Linked DNA regions of Arachis hypogaea: region 2 is linked to region 1. A link is a contact called in public Hi-C data. All regions are on one chromosome and are shown on one strand. Each heading gives the region's core, a stretch centred on a gene start, on an enhancer-like site or on the middle of the called end of the contact. The rest is flanking DNA. Distances are from core to core; before and after follow the strand shown.

What was found. A called contact is a pair of places that touch in the nucleus more often than the background predicts.
Region 2: a contact with region 1 is called in a Hi-C map of leaf, with 2.8 times the contacts expected there. The contact joins two enhancer-like sites. A contact is called at or near these places in 2 of 8 Hi-C or Micro-C datasets (both in leaf).

Annotation. Positions count from the first base shown.
Region 1 is chr20:13,532,544-13,535,931 of arahy.Tifrunner.gnm2.J5K5, reverse strand. No RefSeq gene overlaps it. Among protein-coding and RNA genes, the nearest start is that of LOC140182570, 6.8 kb to the left of the region's middle. Within about 2 kb of position 1,576, at least 2 of the 3 cell types and tissues checked have open chromatin away from gene starts, as enhancers often do.
Region 2 is chr20:13,637,653-13,641,040 of arahy.Tifrunner.gnm2.J5K5, reverse strand. It overlaps LOC112783908 (meiosis-specific protein ASY1-like), which reads left to right. Exons shown (of 22, transcript XM_072230938.1): 2 at 2,166-2,222; 3 at 2,683-2,779; 4 at 2,891-2,959; 5 at 3,067-3,159. Among protein-coding and RNA genes, the nearest start is that of LOC112783908, 18 kb to the left of the region's middle. Within about 2 kb of position 1,625, at least 3 of the 3 cell types and tissues checked have open chromatin away from gene starts, as enhancers often do.

The DNA of each region.
Region 1 (3,388 bases), core at 327-2,826:
TATTAGATGGGGCTTTGATTGCATGTGAGACAGTGACATGGTTGAAGAAGGCAAGAATGTCGTATGTGGTAGTAAAACTAGATTTCAGAAAGGCTTATGACTCGCTGTGATGGAAGTTCCTTGATCACGTTCTTGAGAGGATGGGGTTTGGTGTGGTAAGGAGAAGATGGATCCAAGCGTTGATAGATATGACTTCATTGTCAATTATGGTTAATGGCTCGCCGACTAAACCGTTCAATATGGAAAGGGGATTACAGCAGGGTGACCCAATGTCACCATTTCTATTCGTATAGCAAAAGTTCTAAATAAGCTTGTTGATGTAGCTTCGAATCAACACTTGGTGGAGGGGTTGTTGGTTGGGAAAAGAAGTGTATCGCTGTCGCACCTTCAATTCATAAATGATACCATTCTTTTCTGCCCATCAAAACCAAAGGTATTGAAAAATTAGAGGAGAATCCTAAAATGCTTTGACATGATATTTGGGTTGGAGATTAATTTTGATAAGTTATTTATCATCTCGGTAAATTGTGGGGAACACGACATGAACAGGATGACAGAAGCAACGGGTTGCAAAATAGGAAGCCTACCGATTAATTATCTTGTAATTCCTTTAAGGGCAAGCCCACGATGAATTAGCACATGAAAGCTGTTGCTTGATAAGATTGAGAAGAAGTTGAGTTGTTGGAAAGCTAGCCCACTATCTAAAGCGGGAAGAGTAGTCATCATCAAATTATTCATAAATAGTCTACCTATGTACTACTTAAGACTTTTTAAGATACTGAAAGAAGTTGAAAAGAAGATAATTTTCATGCAATCAAGATTCTTTTGGGGGAGTAAAAAAGGAAAAAGAATTATGCTAACAATAAAGTAGAGTACAATACAAAAATCAAGAGAGCACGGGAGATTGGGGTTTGGTGATATCGAAATGAGAAACGCTATCATGTTATTCGATGGAGGAGGAGATTCTTATATGAGAGTGAGCTATTGTGGAAAAGGGTTGTTGGGTCTCGCTAAGATGTTGGAACTGATTCCTTAATGAGTGAGCATGCTTGTAAGGGTTTTAATGGGTCATGGAAAGATATTGTGAATATTGTAAAGAAGGATGTGTACAAAGAGATGGCTAAAGAGTGATGAAAGATGTGTGTGGGGATAACAGTAAGACAAGATCTTGGAAGGATGCGTGGATTGGTGATAAATCTTTAGCGAATAGATACCCAAAATTGTTCACTATATCAAATATGAAGGAAAGCTACATTAAAGGCTGTGGTGTGTGGATTGGTTCATCTTGGGTCTGGAACTTACAATGGCAGAAAGAGTTCTTTGAGAGAGAAAAAACTCATAACAGAATTATAAAATTTGTTGGATGGGAGATATACAACAAAGTCCTTTATTAACATAGTTATGGAAAAAACATATAGTTTGCGGACAATAAAACACATTTTTGATGATGTTTGGCGAAGTTTGGTGCCCAAGAGTTGAGTGTTTGTGTGGTTTATAATTTCAGAAGGACTAAACACTAAAGACGTTTTTGTCAAGAGGCGAATTGTACAACAAGGAGATGATGGGTGTGTGTTATGTGATGGCAAATAGGTAATTACTTGTTCTTGCATTGTTCTTATATGTCTAAATTATGGTGGTTGAGATTATATTGGAAAAATATTAGTTGGGTGGGTAGTAATAACATAAAATAAAACATAATTTGAAAGTTGTATGAATAATGAAGTACATAGAAAAAAAAAGAAAAATGCGGCTTATTTATTTCTTTGCTATCATTTGAGTGATTTGGAAGAATAAGAATCTAAGAGTGTTTGAGAATAAGATTGTGGCTTAGAGTAGTGGGTGGGAGCAAGTTAGATGCTTAGTAATGTAATGGAATGTTAGAAAGAATAAAAAAAAAATAACTAGCTCTAACAGAAATGATAACTGACAAAAGAAAAAGTGAGAGTGGTGATAATATGGCATATATAAATCGGATTTAGACAAATATGTTGTAGGTATATATATAACAAATGGTGAAAGTGATATTAAGTGTTTCATGGAAGATGTATGCCACAAGAGATCAAGAGGGGAAGTAATTTTAATAGGAGTACATGAAGCAGTGCAATTCCTTCTTGAAGATGCGGACATGTGTGAAGAAGATATAACAGTAGTGGTAGATTGTAAGGAGTTAGTTAGTTGGATACAAAGAAGAGAGGAGATAAGTTGGGATCAACGATTTTAAATAACAAAGCTAAATATGTATCCCACTTGTTTTATAACATTGAGATTGTATATAGGGTGAAAAGTGAATTCAAAGAGCAACAAAAGTGGAAATCAATTGCCTCAAATAAAATAAGCAAGTGGTTCATGTAGATAAAAAATAATTATTGTTTTGTTTATCATTATGAAAAATTATAATTCTGTGTTTTATTTGCTGTTTATTTCCTGATTTTGAATAGATTAAGGGTGTGTTTGGTAACCACGTTTGAAGGAAAAAAATACTTTAGCACTTCTTGAAAGCTTCAATTCTTTGTTTAGCAATTTTCTTCTCTACAAATGCAGAAGTGATTTTGTTCATAAAACCACATTACAAGAAGTAATAATTTCTAACTTCTCCGTTGCACTAACATGCTTTTAGCCACTACTTTCAACATTTATTTTTCTTTTACCAACTTTATCTTTTATACATGTTATTGCATTATTTATAAAATTCTTATTATTTCTCTCTATATAAACTTTTTTTATTATTTATTATTTATATTTTTTATTAATTTTTTTATTTGACATTATATATTTTTATATTTATAATTTTTGTGTATTATATTTATTATTACCTTTTTATAATAGAATTTATTGATTTCATTAGGTAAAATTAAAAAAATTAACTATAAATAATAATAATAGTTAAAAATGATAACGTACTAAAAAAGAGTACTAAGAGTATTAAAAATATACTATATAAAAAACATATAAGAAAAAAATATAAAAAAAATTAAACATGTATTAAAAAAAATATTATAATTTAATGTCATATCCTTTTAAGTAATTATCTATCTAAAAGTGATTTTAACTAATATTATCTAAACAATATTTATTTTACCAAAATCAATTTTGGTAAAGAGTTGTCAAACATAAATTATGTTGACACAAACTTACTTCTACCCAAAATTAATTCTATAAAATTATTTTTATTAAAACTCCAGTTTGACAAACTACAATTCAAACACACTAAATTAAATTGGATTATGTTATTTTGGTGACTTAAAATGACTAATTAATTTTTTATGGTAATATCAAAAGGGATTAATTAGTTAATGTTAAGTTATCGCTAATCTGTTTTTTTTTATTGAATCTGTACTGAACTATCGAAAAAAAATAATAAATAATATGTGTGAGTTTATGATATAAT
Region 2 (3,388 bases), core at 376-2,875, 110 kb before region 1:
TTTTTGTTGGCATTGTTTACTTTATTGTTGGTATTGTAAAAAGACCGAACCAAACCGAACCGTAGTTTAATTAGACGATCAGATCGGATGACTTTTCCATCAAAAACCGAACCAAACCGCACCGCGAAAATATTATGAAAGAAGTCATTTTTTTAACTTCTCTATAAGTTTCTAAATAACTTCTTAGAAAGCTGCAATTTAGTTTTGAAAATTGCACCAGACATTAATACTGCTACTTTTCATAAGTCAAAAACTCAAAAAAGTTACTTTTGAAGCTTTTCAAACGAGCCCTTAATGAATTAATAGTCCCGGATTGTTGGGCCCTTTTATTTTTAGACTTTTGGTTTAAACTTTTGTGGTGTATTTATGTCTTACCCTTGAAATGAAATTAGTAACGCAGAAAATATTTATTGATATTAGTAATGTTAATATTTTAGATACTGTGATTCTATTCACATTACACACATATTTTGAGTACTCAATAATCAGAATATGATACAACAAAAAATTTACATATTCTGAATGCACTCAAAAGGTGAATGGGTTAAATTAAGAATTAAATTAGGTAGCGATTTGAATTTGGTAGACTATTGTGCGTGTTTACTCATTGCAACTCAATAGTGAAAATGTAAAAATTTAAAAAGTGATAAAGTGAGAAGAATCACTTGGGAGAACAAGAACAAACATGTTCTTCTTTCACCTTCTCTCTCTTTTTGTTTGTAGCTACTGTCAGTGACAGATACAGAAAAATTTAGTAACCAGAGCAAAAATATATAAGATAATATATATAATATTAATTTTTACAGTATACGCTAACATAACAGATCAAAGATTAATCTGTAGTTGATCTGAGCTCTATTTAAGAGTCTATCGTTGTCCAATAAATTATTGTAAGCAGAATTTGAATTCTTAACACTTACTTAAATGAACGATTAATATTCTAAGACATATTCTAAATAATTTCTAATTAGATAGTATCATGAAACTAATTATCACTATTTTTTAGTTGATTTACTTATTTATTTTAGAAGTAAACATAATATAACAAAAAGATAAATATTAATATTTATATATAATTATTAGTTTTTTTTTTTGTCAAAAAATTTGTGAGGAGAAATGCCTCTCTTTCATTTACTTGGGTTCGCGTCTGGTCAATGCTTGTGGTTCGTTCTCCTCATTTTTCCTCTTCATTCACAACTTATAAGGTTGGTTTACTTTCTCTCCTAAAAATACTTGTTTTTCTATAGTTTTTTCTATTTTAAAGTTTTATTAATTTTACCTCTTATTTTACATATTTAAAATTATTTAATTATATTTACTGGCTTCTACTTATTTTGTTAATGACTTGATAAATTAATAGTCTCTGGTCGTAATGATAAATTGTTGGAACTTTCTAGGTTTTGGACTTTTAGTTTAAGTTTTTGTGGTGTATTTATGTATTACTTTTGTTTGGAAATATTAAAGACAAATTTATCCAGTGGAAAAGTCATCTCTGTGTAATGTGGAGGTAATTTGAAGGTGTTTTTTTTTTTTTTTTGTCTTAGACTAAACCCAAAGCCATACCCGAACCCCGACCCACCCGACCAGGTAATTTGAAGGTTCATCTCAAACTGATTCAGGGTTCAGTTGAATCCAACAAAGAAGATGATGCTATAACACACCGTGCGGTTCATATTTTGGATCTAAATATCCAATTGGTCGATGTTGGCTTGAATTTCTATTATACCAAAAAATAAGCCCAAGTCCCAAAAAAAATACGAGCCCAAACAAAATTTATCTACCTGGCTTTTGGCGCCAACTCACTCACTCACTAAACTCGTGTGACGAGACACAGCCGAATTCAATAGCATCTTTCAAATTAGCAACATCGACTGAACCTCCAACACAGAAACGGTTACGGTGGTGCGAACTTGGGTACTGGGTAGTGCATCTGATTCAGCCTATAAATAACACCATGCTCCTTTGCTTTCATTCACTCCCGCTACATTCCTCTCATTCAAATAATAATCCTACAGAAACATCTTATCTCTCTTCTTCGCTGTTACTCTCGAATTTCAACTAACTGCAGAAACAATGGTGAGACCTGAAATTGTTTGCATACATCTTTCATTCCTTCGTATTCCTCTCTCTCTCTCTCTCTCTGATTTTCAGTTTCGTTTCTTCAGGTGGTTGCACAGAAAGTGAAGGAAGCTGAAATCACCGAGCAGGATTCGCTGCTTCTGGTTCTTAGCTGCAATTTAGCTTCATTTACGTTTCATATTTTCTATATTTTTGTTAGGTTTTCCTGCAAAATACGTATGGATCTGAGATTCTCTTGTGCTTACTTCTGAGTTTTCTCTATTTCAATCACTGCTGTATTTTCATTCGATAACTTTTATTCGCTTTGTATGAATTTGATGTTTCTTCTCTATATTAAACTTCAGTTTCAAAATCACGTTTATGCTGTTTCTTTTGGTATTGAGTTCTACATGGAGAAATTCGGTAGTTCATTTCAGTAAGAAATTTATGTTTAGCTTACGCCATTTCTTCCAGTCTTTAATTTTAGTATCTGGTTGCTCTGATTCTGTTTGATAAAATGTATTCTCTCTCTCTCTCTCTCTCTCTCTCTCTCTCTCAACGTATTATGAATACATTGTATCAGATCTTCTTGTTCGTTACCTAATTTGAAATTTCATATGCTAGACGAGGAACCTGCTCCGAATTGCGATATTTAACATCAGTTATATCAGAGGCCTGTTTCCTGAGAAGTACTTCAATGATAAGTCTGTTCCAGCTTTAGGTAGTTAAAACCTCTCTAGTCTTGAGTGTTCACTTTGTTTTAATTTTTCTTATATCAAATCTTACAATGTTTGTTGTTGAATCTCATCTGGAACATTGCTTGAAATTCCAGAGATGAAGATCAAGAAGCTTATGCCACTGGATGCAGAGTCTCGCAGACTGATCGATTGGATGGAGAAAGGCACGTTTACGACATCACCTAATTAAACTTCTAGAATGCGATTTTAAATTGATTATAGGCGTGATTTGTTTATTTTTAACTTTTGTTTCGTTCTATTCATTTTGCAGGTGTATACGATGCCTTACAGAAGAAATACCTGAAGACGCTTCTGTTCTGTGTGTGTGAAGCAGTAGATGGACCGATGATTGAGGAATATGCATGTAAGGCCTTGAGAAACGTATCTCAATTTTGATTAGTAGAATTCGGTAGATGGAATTTGGATAAATGTGCTATATGCTAGCGGGAAGTGGGGTCTCACCGAAATTTAATTATTGTCAGATAAATAAATTAGTCCCTACATTTTCGTTCACTTATATATGTCTATAGTTTAATAGTTTTGTTTGTCCTTTCAAGTGAGTTATAAGTACAAATTTAACAAAAGAAAACTGT